Regions from separate parts of the Hordeum vulgare genome. Here region 2 is linked to region 1. A link is a contact called in public Hi-C data. All regions are on one chromosome and are shown on one strand. The core of a region is the stretch at or near the end of the contact, and the rest is flanking DNA. Distances in the headings are between cores, read along the strand shown. Region 1 holds the start of LOC123402047 (eukaryotic translation initiation factor 3 subunit J-A-like). Region 2 holds the start of LOC123404960 (UTP:RNA uridylyltransferase 1-like).

Region 1 (7,729 bases), core at 3,187-5,686:
TGTCATTTCCGACCTCATTTAAAATGCCTAGATAGGTAGTTTAATTACGCTTCACCTCTTGCCATGTTTAACCACATTTAGTATTGTCGTGTACCTAATCGAGAGTGGACTAAATAAGTCGTATGTGGAGTTTCGTCAATATGCAATTCGTTGCATATTGAACTTCACTTAATGTGTAGTGTTTGATTGTGTGATTTGTCATACCGTGACTTGCATGTAATCAACTGCTCATGCATCATATGTGTTGTGCATCGTGTGGTGAATATCTGTGTTGATGCTTGTTTCCGGTTTGCTTCGTCTCGATAGAGTTCCATAAGCGTGACAGATTGTGAGGACCCGTTCGACTACATCGGTCTGTCTGCTTCACGGAGTCATTCTTCGTCTCAGCGGGATCTCGGGCAAGATGACCATTTCCCCAAATACCATTACTATCATTGTCATGCTAGTTTTATTGCTTCTATCGATTATGTCTCGTTGCCTACCACATGTTAAATATCAGCCTCTCAACAATGCCATGAAAAGCTTCAACCTCTTCAACCTAGCAAACCGCTGATTGGCTATGTTACCGCTTACTTAACCATGTATTAGCATTGCTAGTTGCAGGTGCAGTTGCTTCCATGTGATAACATGGGTTCCTTGTTATATCACCATATAAATGCTATTTAATTTAATGCACCTATATACTTGGTAAAAGGTGGAAGGCTTGGCCTTTCTAGCCTGGTGTTTTGTTTCACCTTTGCCCCCTTAGTCTCGGCTACCGGTGTTATGTTCCATAATTGAGCGCTCCTAACACGATCGGGGTTTTTATGGGGACCCCCTTGATAATTCGTCTTAGATTAAAGCTAGTCTGGCAAGGCCCAACATTGGTTCTACATTTGCCCAACATAATAATTTTGATAATACTGAAAGCATAGGGCGTCATGAACCCGAGGAGTAATTTCACATAATACAGGGAGGGCCAGTGCTGATGATGCTGGTCCAAAATAGAGCACTGTGCGGGGCCAACCCAGGGCAACTCGGGAGATTTCTATCAGGCCACCGTACGCGTCGCTCATCCGTCGTGTCCCGAGAACGAGATACGCGGCTCCTATCGGGATCGTCGACACGCCGGGCGGCCTTGCTGGATTAGTTTTACCTTTGACGAGATATCTTGTGCATCGGGATTCCGGTGATGCTTTAGGTAATCTCATAGTTGAGGTTTTCCACTAAGAAGTCCGACGAGATCGCGAGTGTCGTGATCGAGGATTTCTATGCGGCTTGTGGTAATTTGTGATGGACTAGTTGGAGCACCCCTGCAGGGTTAAATCTTTTCGGAAAGCCGTGCCCGCGTTTATGTGGCAACATGGAAACTTTGTTTAACACTGGTTCTAGATAACTTGAAGTTAATTTAATTAAAATATGCCAACTGTGAGCGTAACCGTGACTGTCTCTTCCGTGAGTTCCTTCTCCGATCGAGGACACGGCGGGGTTATGTCTGAAGTAGGTAGGTGTTCAGGATCATTCATTTGATCAAACGTAGTTCACGTCCGCTATGCGTAGATCTTCCCCCTCTTTTTCTTGTACTCGTAAGTTTAGCCACCAAATATATGCTTAGCCGCTGATGCAACCTCACCACTTAACCATGCCTCACCCATTAAGCTTTGCTAGTCTTGATATCTTTAGAAATGAGATTGCTGAGTCCCCTGTGGCTCACAGATTACTACAACACCAGTTGCAGGTACAAGTAAAAGTTACTTGACGCGAGCGCGTTGATTGTTCATTTGGAGTTGCTTCTTCTTCTTCTTCTTCATCGATCTAGGATGGGTTCCAGGCCGGCAGCCTGGGATAGCAAGGATGGACGTCGCTCTTCGTTTCTCGTTTGTTTTCGTCCGTAGTCGGACCCTGCTCTTCTTCATGATGATTATGTATTGTACTGCTGTGACTCTGATGTAGCTTGTGGCGAGTGTAAGTCAATTCTATATATATATATCTCTTCTTTCCAGTACTTGTACTTGTAACGATATCCATTCTTGCGACACGACGAGATGCGCTTATATCCCTGACGAGGCCCTCGTGCCAAATTGAGGATAGAGTCGCATCTTGAGCGTGACAAGTAGCCCCAACAAACTGAAAGAAAACCCGAACCATCATCGTTTGACATTATATATATCGAGTAATGAACTAAGAAAATGACCTATGCTGCCGCAATTTTTTTGATAGCAATATTATCACAATGAAGTAGTAATATCCATCTAAATGCACCCATCCATCCATCCATCCATCTAACCATATGAACCCTAGAAAGTGGTCACCTTCGCTACCATTATCATCCTACCTATAAACTATCTACCACACGAACCCTAGAAACTAAAATAAAGAAGGGAGGTAGAGGACCGAGGTTACCTACGACGAAGGGGACTTAGAACGGCAGAGGGGGTCGACGACGGCGTGAGGTAGTGAGGCCTTGCGGCGACAGTGGACAGCCGGGACGGGGAAGGGCCGCCGCATGGGGAGGACGGCCGCGTGGTCACCCACGTGCAGATCCAGCGACGGTGAGTGTCAGAGGCACGATGGCGGCGGCGGGCAAGGCGCACAATGATGGGGGAAGGAACTGACTGGGTGAGTGAGGTGGGAGAGGAATTGAGTGAGTGAGCGGTGAGCGCACGGGGAGAGGACCCAAAAATTGACGCGGGAGAACAGCTGTGGCGAGCGAACAAGCGAGCCCGCCACCATAAATATAAAGAAAATTTGGATGTGTATGACGCAGTTTGCCAATCTATGGTTATGGCGGACGATGACAACCACATGTAAGAGAGAATCAGTGGCGGCACCATCTTGTTGCCCGCCACTACACTGTCGAGCCAATGGGTTATTTTGGAAGAGCCTACCCCATGACGGACGCGAACTATTGCCCGCCACTGGAATGACCTTAGCTGTGGCGGGTGGCCACTGGCACACATCACAACTGTTCTTGAATAATTGCAGTGGCGGGTGTCCCACCATGCCAGTCACTTATAAGTGTTCATCTATAAGCCCATTCCTAATAGTGAAAGTCACCACCAACAATAGAAATGTGATACCATGTGAAATAATGAACGTGAACATATAGATTTTAAGTCATGGTTATTGCATTAAAAGTATGTGTTATTTTCTCTTCCATTACGAGGCACGGGCTCTTTTGCTAATAACCATAAAAGTGATGATAGAAGAAGAGTTCTTTCAAAGCAATCACCGAAGGGACAGTGTTTTCCACATGAAGCCCACTTAGTATACACGCCAAAATGCGATGGAACCCACTTAGTATATACATGAATATGTCGTCGCCTAAAACACATCAAAAAGCAATCATCGAAGGGACAGTCTTTCCACATGAAAGTATCTGTATTTTTTTTAAACATAGTATAAACGCAATCGCTCGTATAAATGCGTATACACTCATCTGTATGAACACATACACACACTCTATCTTACAAGCATCACTGAGAGACTGAGCCGGCATATCATCCTGAGTTTTACGGAATCACTGCAGGCGCCTCGTCGCCGACGAGAACGTCTTCTTTTTCAGTAAATGCACATCGTCAAAAATCTTGAAATAAATCAAAAAATAATACAAACACCACCTTGTAATACTAATCGGTATGAGTCATGACCGCAAAAGCGGTTATTCAAAGAAAAACCTACGAATACTCCCAAGATTTGACTAGAACCCTACGAATTTTCTGATCAAAGCTCATGGAATAGTAACCGCTAACCGGACCCCTGGACTATACCTGGCCAAACGGGCCGTGCCGGCCCGACGGCATGCAGGCCAGGCACGACACAGGCCGGGCCCGACACGGACTAATCGTGCCCGGGCCAGGCACAAGCACGCCATGGGCCGTGCCTGGGCCGCGACCCCCAGCCCGCGTGCCGGCCCGGCCCGACACGATTAGGGGCGCACGAGGCGGCCGATAGATCTGGAGTCGTTCGAGCGGGAGGGGCTGGGCGGGACTCGCGGGAGGGGCGCAAGAAAAATGGAAAAAGGAGCGGCGGCGCGGTCGACTGGGCGGGAGGGGCGCGCGAAAAGGGGAGGGGAGGGCGGGAAAGGGCGGTGGGAGCGCGGGAAAGGGAGAGGGGGCTGATTTTTTTTTTTTTTGCCTTTTTATTTTTTATATCAAAATAGCCAGCGTGCCGTGGGCCTAGCGTGCCGCGGGCCGGCCCGATTAGACCACGTGCCGTGCTTGGGCCTGGGAGGCCAGCACGCGGGCCGGCACGGCACGGCCCGTGTATTAATCGGGCCCAGCCGGGCCGGGCCGTGCCGGGCCGGCCCGTTTGCCCAGGTATGCCCTGGACGCAACTGGTGACGGCATCCGTTCCGTCTCCTCGCGCGCGCGTCTCGTATCTACGCATCGGCCGGTGCGAAAGCCGCCACCCCTCCTCCTCCCCCACCCCCAAACCCAAACCCAACGCAGCACGACACGAGCCAGCCAGGCCGAGAAGGCGACCCAAACAGGCAAGCACACACACAGCCAGCTAGGCAGAGAGCCCGACCCGTCAATCCTCTCCCCTCCAGAACCCTCCCCTCCCCCGCCAGCCGCCGCCGCCGCCGCCCGCCGCGGAAACCCTAGAGCCCTCCCCCTCGACCATCGCCCCGCGCGCCAGCCGCTCCGTCGCGGCCGCCACCCGCTCCAGATCTCGAGGACGTCCGGCCACCATGGAGGACTGGGGTGAGCGCATCCCTCTCTCCCTCCCTCCCTCCCGATCTGCGTGGGAGCCGACGCCCGATTCGCCCCCGATGCGGGCGGGCGGTTCGGTTTTCCGACCGACGAGCCTCCCTTGGGTCGCCGCCGAGTCCCAGGCGCCGGCCGTTTCGCCGGCACGACCGGTCCCGTCGGGCGGTTGGCGGGCCTCTAATGGCCCGTTTGCGCGCGATGAATTTCGGGCGCTGCGGTTGCGCGCGAGATCGGTCCACGCCGCTGCCGAAGTCCAACCGCGTTTAGGGTTCCGGGCGCAGCCGTCAGGAATTTGGGCTTTTGGTACCTGTACGGCGGTTCGCCTGTTTCTTAGCTCTGCGGAGTACATCCACCGGTCCCAGGCACATCGCGTTTCTTGTTTTTTGAGCCCCGGCACCGCCCGTAATCTGTTTGCCCTTTGCATGCTTCTGTTTCGGTACTACAATGTAATGGTTTCGTGCTCTCATCAACCGTTTTGTGCTGCTTTTATCTGTTGAATAAATTACAAGACCCGTAGTGCATTTAGCACGGGTTCTCACTCTTGTCGTAGAAACTAACTAGACAGTTGGATTTTGCATGCCCAACTATGCTTGCTTGGAGCAGACGTTGATAGGTTGAATTATCGCATGGCCTGTGCCCTTCCTAGTTGTGCTGCAAGATGGGTTCCCTGTTGTTTGGACTTAATTAGCCAAATCATTGCACGCACAGTATTTTGATGGTCAATGCGGTGTTGCGAGTCTGTGACCTAGGAATTCAACCTGCCTGTGCAATTTATTTCGGGAGGTTGAGTGAAATATGATGGTGCTTGCCACATTTCATTAAAGACAACTGATAGTTCATTATCAGAGCAGGTTGTAGGAAGCTTTGAAATTGTCAGTCTTTTTATTGAATTTACGATGCTTGTTTGTTCTGACACTTAATATTTCTTTCTTTTATTGAATTTATGATGCTTGTTTGTTCTGACACTTGATATTTCTTTCCCCATCTTGGAAATAATTCAAATGATATTACAGATGCTGATGATTTTCAACCAATCGCACCTGTTGTGAAAGCTCAACCTCTTAAAAGTAACTGGGAAGATGAAGATGCGGATGAAGATGATGTCAAAGAATCTTGGGAAGAGGAGGAGGAGGTACTGGAAAGATTTGGCACACTTTTTAGTGAACATAACACTCCCTTTTCCTCCTGGTCCCACATTTTTCGCAGCTCTTCATTTTACAAAGTAAAATGGGAAATCACCTGGTTATTTTCAGATTTTGTCATTTATTTCTGGGCATTATTAACACTGCAAATATGTGCAAACTAGAAAATAACATTAAACCTGAGGGTTATCAGGGACATGTTTGGCATTTGCCCACTTGTCAAATATAAATTCCACCCCCATGATTTTTGTACTATTGCTGGTAATTTGCCAAGTAATCACCCCATAATTTTTGTACTGTTGCTGGTAATTTGCCAAGTAATCCTTGGTGTTCATTGTCGCCATGAATTTCAATTTATGTCACTTCAACGTGTACAGGAATTCCTAACAAATCAAACTGCTGTGTGCTTCTTACATTACGTTCTGCGTTGTCTATTAATTTCGCCTCAACAAGTATATGTTTGGTGAATTGTTCAATGGTTTGTGTATGACTGGTTCTGATGTGCAAATTAATTACCAAAACTTCATGTTTATGCTATGCTGTCAGTTTGAAGCTTTTATTTGGATATGTGCTAATAATATTGAATTGTCACTGATTCAACACTGGTGCTTTAACAATACTTACAATGCAGAAACCTAAGCCACCGCCTGTAGAAAAGCCTGCTCCAAAACCTAGTGCTAAAGCTGCTGTAAAAAAAGGCAAACAGCCCTCAACAAGTACTGAAGTAGTGGAAGATGATGTTCTTGATGATCCTATTTCAGAGAAGCTTCGCCAACAAAGGTATTGCTATATCTTTTCCTACCGTGGCCTTCTGGTATGATGTGCCTACCATTCAGTTTGTTCACTCTGATGCTTTACTTGTTACAGGCTAGTGGAAGAAGCTGACTTTAAGGCAACCGCAGAGCTTTTTGCAAAGAAGGACGGCAGTGAAAAGTCACTAGAGACTTTCATCCCGAAGTCCGAGAGCGACTTTGCGGAATATGCTGAGCTTATCGCAAACAAAATACGTCCCTATGAGGTCTGTTCAACGTTTGCAGAGCTCTCTGTTTGGTTTATATATTGAGTCTCCCTTTCCTTCAGGAACTGACCTTCGTTGGCTGTGTATACAGAAAAGCTTTCACTACATGGGTCTACTTAAGAATGTCATGAGACTTTCCATGACATCGTTGAAAGGTGCAGATGCGAAAGAAATATCCTCCTCCGTCACGGCAATTGCTAATGAAAAGATCAAGGCTGAGAAAGAAGCTGCAGCAGGCAAAAAGAAAGGAGGTGGGATTCTTGGACCTAATCTAGGCACTTTCTATTTCTAGCCAGACATAATATGCAGCGCTAGGATGGGTATGCTGTTACTATCATATGCCTTATATGCTGATGTTTGCCGTAAATCTGCAGGAGCAAAAAAGAAGCAGCTCCATATAGAGAAAGGAGAGGAGGACTTTGTGGCCCGACCGGGTGCGTCTTTTGACGACCCCGATGAGTTCGACTTCATGTGATTGGCTGGGAGGGGAATAGCCTCTTCCGTGTAATACCTTTGAGGCAAAGCAGAGATTAGGGTTTGCGGCGGTCTGTATTCCCTCGAGAAGCACCTGAACACTTGGAACTGCGTGGGAACATGTCTTATCTATTTGAGGTTGATTTTGACGCTCGGAGAATAAGAAGAACGCCTGCGGCTCTGTGAGGCGTTTTTCTTGTTCAAGACCTGTTTGTGTTTTTTACTTCTTGTTCTGTGGGTTGGGGTCTGTTCCTTTTTGGCCAACTGTACTATAACGTGTTTCTGGTTATATTGGAGTCATGCAAGTAAATTTTGGTGGTTGCTTCAGTTAAAATTCCCTAGTTCTTGTGAGTGTGCTTCCAAAGAGGATATCTGGTTATTCCAGCATTTTTGTCTGGCATGGC
Region 2 (7,324 bases), core at 4,810-7,309, 290 kb after region 1:
TGAAGGTACCTATCAACAGTGCTCATTTTCCTATGAATATCATACCATTTTACTTTGCTGTACTTTTAGCAGTAATATCAGTACATATCCGAGAATCTGTCCAAAGTTGTGTTTGATGAACATGTATGCTTGGACACTTGTATTTTTCACACTTCTCTTTTGTTTGGTTAAATGTGTCAATGACATGCAGACCATCTTTTCATCGGTTCAGCAGATTAATTTCATAAGGAGCTTCCTTTTCAGATGCCAAGATAAGCCGACAAGTAATTATCAATTTTATTAGGGGGAAGGCTCATCTGGTCAAAACAGAGCTGAATGTGACTAAGACTTATGCCATTGACAAGACATTTTGAAAGCCTAGAAATGAAAAAAGGAGTTCATCTAAGATTTCTAATAATCTTATTTCAATAGAATCTATCAGAAGTTTAATACTGTTGCATTTTTGGTAGATTATTATTTCTTAGGACATGAGGCTGCACATGTTGCGTAACAGGTTTCTATGTTTAATTGGTACACACCTACCTTCTCTTCCCTGTAACAGAGCAAAAGCTGCTGGTGAACCAGCACCACTACGCATACTTGAATCAACATGTGCTGCACTGATGGTGCTTTGATTGACTTAATTAGTGGCTGCATTTTACCGTAGTTATTTCTACATCAATCTGTATGAATATTATGTTCATTACTCTGAATGATACTGAAGGTACCTTTAATCTAGGCAAGGATGCTGCTCAAGTCACTCGTAATTATTGGAGCTATAGCTGGACTGACTGTAGGAACGGCTGGAACGATTGTTCCATGGCTTTTTCCTAGTATGTTTACCAATGATCAAATGGTTGTACAACAGGTATGAAGTACTGCTTTAATATTTGCATGTTGTGGAAGTACTTCAGATACGGATTGCTCCTCAGAAACAATCAGTATGCCAGTTGTCTATGTACATGTTGTTTCCAAGTGTCTATAACTTGTTGTAAAAGCTATCTTTCACCATATATAGTATCGTATCTCTTGAATCGACATTTTTTTATCGTGCATTGTTGAATACTCAGCGCTCCTATCCAAGGGATCCCGTTGGACCTCTTATGGATTGAGGAAGCAATAAAAAGTATATCAATCTAGCCCTTTTTTCCTCCTCGCCACTGCACTATGGCTTCCATCATGGCATGCTTGCACCCGGATCCAGGGACATCTAACTCTGGTCCATGGCATATACGAATCTGCTTACTAATTTATTGCTAATTCTGATTTTGATTTTAAAAGGCTGTCTTCATAATATCAGTCTGTTAACTCTTTGGAGAATTAACTTGGTTTCTTGGCAGAAAGTTGCATGCTTTATTTCCATGACTACCATAATTTTGTGTGAGAAACTAATAATTCCGCTGCACTATTTTTAACAGATGCACAAAGTGCTGATTCCATATTTCACTGCATTGTTCGTGACACCTTCAGTACATAGCCTCGAAGGAGCATTACTGGTAAGTTGGTAGTATACTTCATTTGGCTGATCCTGTAACCATCATTTAATGCGGTAACCATCTTGACTTGCTATGATACTACAGTGACAATTATAACAGATTAAAGGGCCTATTCTGCTAAGTTTATAAGATCAATGTTGAGAACCTAGCATTGGCTGGAGGATTTCCTGAAATTTCTGATGTTTTTTTTTCTTTTTTTTCCAATATCTGATGGTTCTCTTTTTGTCCTCAGGCTGGAAGGGATCTCACGTATTTGAGTCAATCAATGGGTGCATGCTTCTGCGTTGGAACCTTTCTTCTACTGGTAATGTCTGTTCCCTTATTTCCTTCTTCTGCGAGACCTCATTGGGCTATCACTTTTTTATTTTTCTAATTTAAATAAAGATAACATTGATAAAGGATATGCCAACTCGAGAAAGAAAAGAAGGATCTGAATATTTTGAATCTCAGGTCTGAACCATGGAAAAATAGGACCAAAATTTGCTATGTACTGATAACTATCTATCTACCTCTGTATGCTCGTGAATGTTGTTGGTTGATAAAGCTGTTAGATCGCTACCCAGCAAGTAAAAGAACAAAAACTCAGATGCCATCTTGAATAGGTTCTTTTGTTTTCAGTTGTTTTTTGTAGTATATAAGTTTTACAGTAATACATACTTTTTGCGATGGGATACTCTTCTGACAATGATGGTTTATTTTTTCTTGTTTCGTATCTAAAGCTTGTCCGTGAAAAATTTAGTAGCTTGACACTATGCTGGTGGGTACTCGTCTTCTTCCAGTGGGTATGTTCATTTCTGTAAAATGTGTTATATTTAGAATGCGACGTCTTACGATAGCCCTAATCTGGTCTCTTTGAACAATTTTCCCAATTCCAGAGTCGGTTTGGAAGCGCTCTACAACGGCTTGTTTCTCCAACAGGCATGTTGTATAACGAAAATTTCAACCAGCCTGAGCAAGTCAAAATGAAGGCCACATAGGAGGATGTATTACTGGTTGAAAGAGGACGACAAATACATGCATGTTTTGCAATCCTGTAACCATCATTCTGAAAGGAGTTATGATTAGAGCAGGAGCTGCACATGTTAACATTGGAAGCAAAGTTCAAGACCTGCTCATTGTCTTTAGGGCTAGGAAAGTCCATTTGGCTCTAGGGTGGAAATCAGTCTCCTAGCCAAAATTTCAGGTGTTTTTGATGTTTAGTTTTCGTAATTGTAGGGCTCGAAAAGGGTTGCCAAATTTTCAGGTGTTTTTGATGTTTAGTTTTCGTAATTGTGTCTTTCTATCCTAGGGACCTTCATCCCGCGCTTTACTGCTGCAGAAAAGGTGACTGTAAAAGTGCAGTTACGCAAGCATGTAAAGAATTTTGTTGGTTTAAGAATTACAAAATGGTCAAAAATGTCCATGTTTTTTGTTACAACATGAGCAAATACGAATGTTGAAAATATCCTGGAAAGTGAGATCCTCGAGTTTTCATACTGTGAATCCATGCAGTTGCATGCCATAAAGAAGGGTTTGAGATTGCTCTTTTCAGGTGACCAGAGCATGGAACATGAGAGTGTACTGGTCACAGTGAACTTCTTTGCAGCCTGCAGCTGGCACAGCTCATCTTCCAGCAGAGCATAGTCCTACCAAATCAGTTTTCTCTGCAACGAATCACGGCACATCTTCTGGCAGGTGAATGCACCTGACCCGGTTTCATCTTTTCTTTAATGCAAACCCAGTTCATTCATTTCTTCTGTTTACCAGAATGTTCAAATAGTTCATCATCACAACCTTCGCCTTCCTGGCAGAAATGTTATCTGAATTTTCAGGTGTTTTTGATGTTCAGTTTTCGTAATTGTAGGGCTCGAAAAGGGTTGCGCAGGGGTCGTCGTCATGCTGCAGTACGGCAGCAGCCCGCTCAAACTCCTCCCTGACGATCCTGATTGTCTGTCTGTCGACTACGCGTCCCAAGTCATGGCCGGTCTCGAAAGGGTCCTCGATGCAGATCAGATGGCGGTCGTTTCCGATGCGAGTCGTCCAGTTCTTCTCCTTCTTGCTACATGTCGTTGCGCCATCACACCAGGTGAGAATTTTAGAAAAAAACTTATAACCTAGATTAATTAAATCGACATGGAATTCTTGGTTTGGAAGAAGAATGCTGGTCCTTAATTACCTACCTGATTATCTTCCCCATGCAGATGGAGATGACATCTTTCCTGTAATCGTGCTGGAATGCCCAGTAGTGGAAAAATGCCCAGAGTAACTCCGCGATGGTCTCCTTGTTTTCAGCCCCAAAATCGCGAAGCTGATCAACCTCATCGAAATAAGCGCACTCAGTGTCATCAACAACCATGGTATATGTGGGCTCCATTGCCTGAAAATGTGGGGAAATGAGGTAGCATTAGTTGCATCAGGATGAAATGGACCAGACCGATGCATATCATGAAGCTGAAAGCATGGACAAGAACTTTCATGTTCCCTTCCGACTTACCTGGTAACTATAAATACAGCAAACCAAAAATGATGAAATATATGACAAAATAACCTACTACATCTGAGAAAAACTGAAAATAAAAAGAGAAAGAAGAAAAGAAAATCAACAAACCATAATTGAATGATGGTGATGAGCCATCCAAATACAATCATCCATATCATATTCATGTACAGTGTCAAATGGAGCAAACCCATGACGACTAGAGGACATAATTCTACCATAAAATAAAAGAAAAAGAATATTATATTAAACCGAAAATAAATAAATAGGAAAAATAGTGGATTTATAAAATTGGATAAATTTTACAAAGTGCACTTGGAAGTTCAGTGGTTTCTGCATTGGCACAAAGAAGATGATACATGAAGAAGTTGATGCAACAGAAGTAAGGTACATACCTGCAAACAGGGAAGAATCTTGGGCTCTCTCAGCTGCAAGAAACTGATGCACATGAGCACATACCTGCAATTTTCATATTAACAAGTGAGGCCCCATTTTTTGAGGAAAATCATATAAACATGATGATCTAAAAAACAAACTAATATAAACATGAATCCATCATAATCATTTAACTTACGCATAGCTGGAGAGGGTTCCGCGGTATGTCTCATTGACACCCCTCAGTTTGGCCCAGTGCTTGACAATGGAGGCCAGCTGAAGCAATCTACCATCTATCTGGGCATAATCCTTGAGAAGCTTTGTGTTGGCGACAGCAAATAGATTGTTGATGCAAATGTCACAAGAGAAGCCACTCCCTGCATCCAACATCCTCACAATGGGCACTCTAGCACTGGTAATCGCCTGCAAGGATGATAAAGATCAAACCAACAACCTCAATAAACAATGATTTTTTACAACAGATTTTTGCAAAGCTACATATAGTGAAGGCTTACTTACCTCCACACTGTCAAAATTATCACCGCGCAGGATCTCCGCCAGCCGCAGAAGAAGCTCCACCTCGCTCCCCGTGCCGATATCGATTTCGAGGCAGACATCGACATCGCTGTGGGAAGTCCCAAAGGAATTGGCGCATGATCCATAGAGATGCAGCTGGGCGTTGGGCCATTCTTTGCTCACTGACTTTGTTATGGAGTCTATGAGCTGGCTCTGCTTGGACATGTGCTCCTCTGATGGCTTGAGGGATTCATAGACGGAGAGCAGGCCCGAGGCAAAGGTGCCGATGTCATGGCGGCATTCCATCCATCCTGTGCGTGTTCTGATTTGCAGGCGCCGTGACTGGTTCGACTGCGACATGGCGTTCTGCATAGCCAAGAAACATGATCAAGTTAAGCTGGAATTGTTTTTGGGGGCAAATCAGATGTGATTGCAGTGTGCAATCCAGTTCCACAGATCATTTGAAGAGGGGGGTGGTTTTGGGGGGGTTTCCACTACCTCGCTTGAATGCTGGTCGCCGTCACTGTCATGGCACTCTTGGTCACCGGCGATGAGGAGAGAATCCTCCAATTCCTCCCCGAGACGCCGGGCATCGCCGTCTTGTTCGCCGTCGTCAGGTTCCAGCTGCTCTTCCCCTTCGATGCTCCCCCCGGCCTCGTCCCCGCCCGCGTACCCCCCGCCCACGGCCGCCTGGTCGTCGGCGTCGCTGCCGCCACCCCCGCCCTTCCTCTCCACGGCAACCCACACCCTCTTCTCCCTCCGCGCCGCCGCCCGCCTGTCCCCGACGCGGGCCTCGCCCCCGTTCGCCTTCACGGGGAGGCCCCCGCCCGCCCTCCGCCTATCGGGGCCCGCGCGGGCCCTGCTGCCCGCGAAATCCCCGACCCTCCGCCTCGCCTGGCCGCCCCGGCCGGCGGGGAAGCGGCCCGCATTGCGCGGGGCGCCGGCGGCCGGGTGAACGCGCCGCGTCGGAGGGGTTGGGAAATGGGGCGGCGGCTGCGGCTGCGGCCGCGGAGGGAGCCAGGCGGGGCGCGTGGGGGCCACGATGAAGAGGCGCTCGTCGGGGGGGAGCGGGCCCGGCTGGGGCGGCGCGACGAGGCAGTGCGGCGGGGCGAGGCGGGCGGGAGGGCCGGGCTCGGGCTTGGGCTTGGGCTTGGGGGCCGGGAGGAGGAAGCGGAGGAAGGCGCTGTCGGCGAGGGGCTTGGCGTCGCCGCCGGCCATGGCGCGCGGCGAGGCTGGAGTGGTGGTTCGCGATTCCAGAGAGAGAGAGAGCGAGGAAGGCGTGAGGTCGGTCGTGGAGTGTGTGAGTGCGGGAGGAGTATAAATTGATAATATGACACACGTTTTCTCGGACTTTGATCCTATGACACATCTTTCTTTTTGTTTGATTAGATGACACATCTTTAATTGATAGCTAGATTAAATGACACAAATGAAGTTTTTCTCTAATTTTCCAAGTTTAGGCCTTCACGTCATAATTTGTAGGACGTTTTTGCCCCTGATCCTCATTTCACATAGTTTGATCGTTGGTTCCCGGTAGAACGAGAAGCACAGAACGCGTCGCCGTCGGAGCTGTTCGTATGAACCAGGTGATCCTGCTGCATGCCTCCTTCCCGACGCGTCGCCACCTCTTGCTATCTCCTTTCCGTCACTGGTGCGGCCGTGTCGTCGCCAGAGTGTGCCATGCGTATGAGGAGCTCTATAGACTGTAGGTCTTTGTTAATAGCTTATTACTATTGGATATAGATGATGATTGTTGTTGGATGTAGCTTCCCGCTGTTGTTGTTTGAAGCAGCATATGGCCAGCAACAAAATACTATAACTGTAGCCATCACTTGATAGTTTTGCATGAACTTACGTACAGTTTTGTTTAAAACGTACAGTTTTGTTTAAAAAATTGACATACTTTTCACCAATTTTTGACATGATCTCTCTTTATTTTTGTACCATTTTCACAGTTCACAATAATATATATGTGAGTCCACAAAATCAACAGAATAAGGTGCATATATATGTACCCATAGACTTGAAATCCATAATTCATAGGTATGAATTTTGATTTAAAGTATAACGTGAGTCATTCTCAGAAGTTGCATTCAAAAGCATAAAGTGAGTCTTTGTTTCACTACACACGAAAAATATCGCAAAAAGACACAGGACAATAATTCAGTCCAAAGCATCAACTTCATCAACACGTGGCATCAATTTCATGAAGATCACTACACGCACAAGAAATCATAACATGGTATGCTACACTGTTTTTCTCTTCAGCGATCAAACCATGCAACTGAAATAATGATCAGGAGCAAAAACGTCCTACAAAATATGACATGAAGGCCCAAACCTAGGAAATTAGAGAAAAACTTCATTTGTGTCATTTAATCTAGCTATCAATCAAAGATGTGTCATCTAATCAAATAAAAAGAAAAATGTGTCATAGGATCAAAGTCCAAGAAAACGTGTGTCATATTATCAATTTACTCCG

The links. A called contact is a pair of places that touch in the nucleus more often than the background predicts.
Region 2: a Hi-C map of leaf shows a contact between it and region 1, with 7 times the contacts expected there. The contact joins the promoter of LOC123404960 here to the promoter of LOC123402047 in region 1. A contact is called at or near these places in 3 of 6 Hi-C or Micro-C datasets (leaf and seedling).

The regions. Positions count from the first base shown.
Region 1 is chr6H:23,006,840-23,014,568 of MorexV3_pseudomolecules_assembly, forward strand. LOC123402047 (eukaryotic translation initiation factor 3 subunit J-A-like) reads left to right here and starts at 4,437. Exons shown (of 6, transcript XM_045095906.1): 1 at 4,437-4,685; 2 at 5,705-5,823; 3 at 6,465-6,613; 4 at 6,701-6,851; 5 at 6,943-7,102; 6 at 7,226-7,659. The coding sequence starts at 4,673. The coding sequence ends at 7,326.
Region 2 is chr6H:23,290,830-23,298,153 of MorexV3_pseudomolecules_assembly, forward strand. LOC123404960 (UTP:RNA uridylyltransferase 1-like) reads right to left here and starts at 6,060. Exons shown (of 6, transcript XM_045098855.1): 1 at 5,341-6,060; 2 at 4,846-5,208; 3 at 4,526-4,749; 4 at 4,347-4,410; 5 at 3,635-3,831; 6 at 2,830-3,513. The coding sequence starts at 6,060. The coding sequence ends at 3,300. It overlaps LOC123401403 (protein DETOXIFICATION 46, chloroplastic-like), which reads left to right. Exons shown (of 14, transcript XM_045095189.1): 9 at 1-5; 10 at 719-847; 11 at 1,398-1,475; 12 at 1,708-1,779; 13 at 2,195-2,257; 14 at 2,351-2,889. The coding sequence ends at 2,452.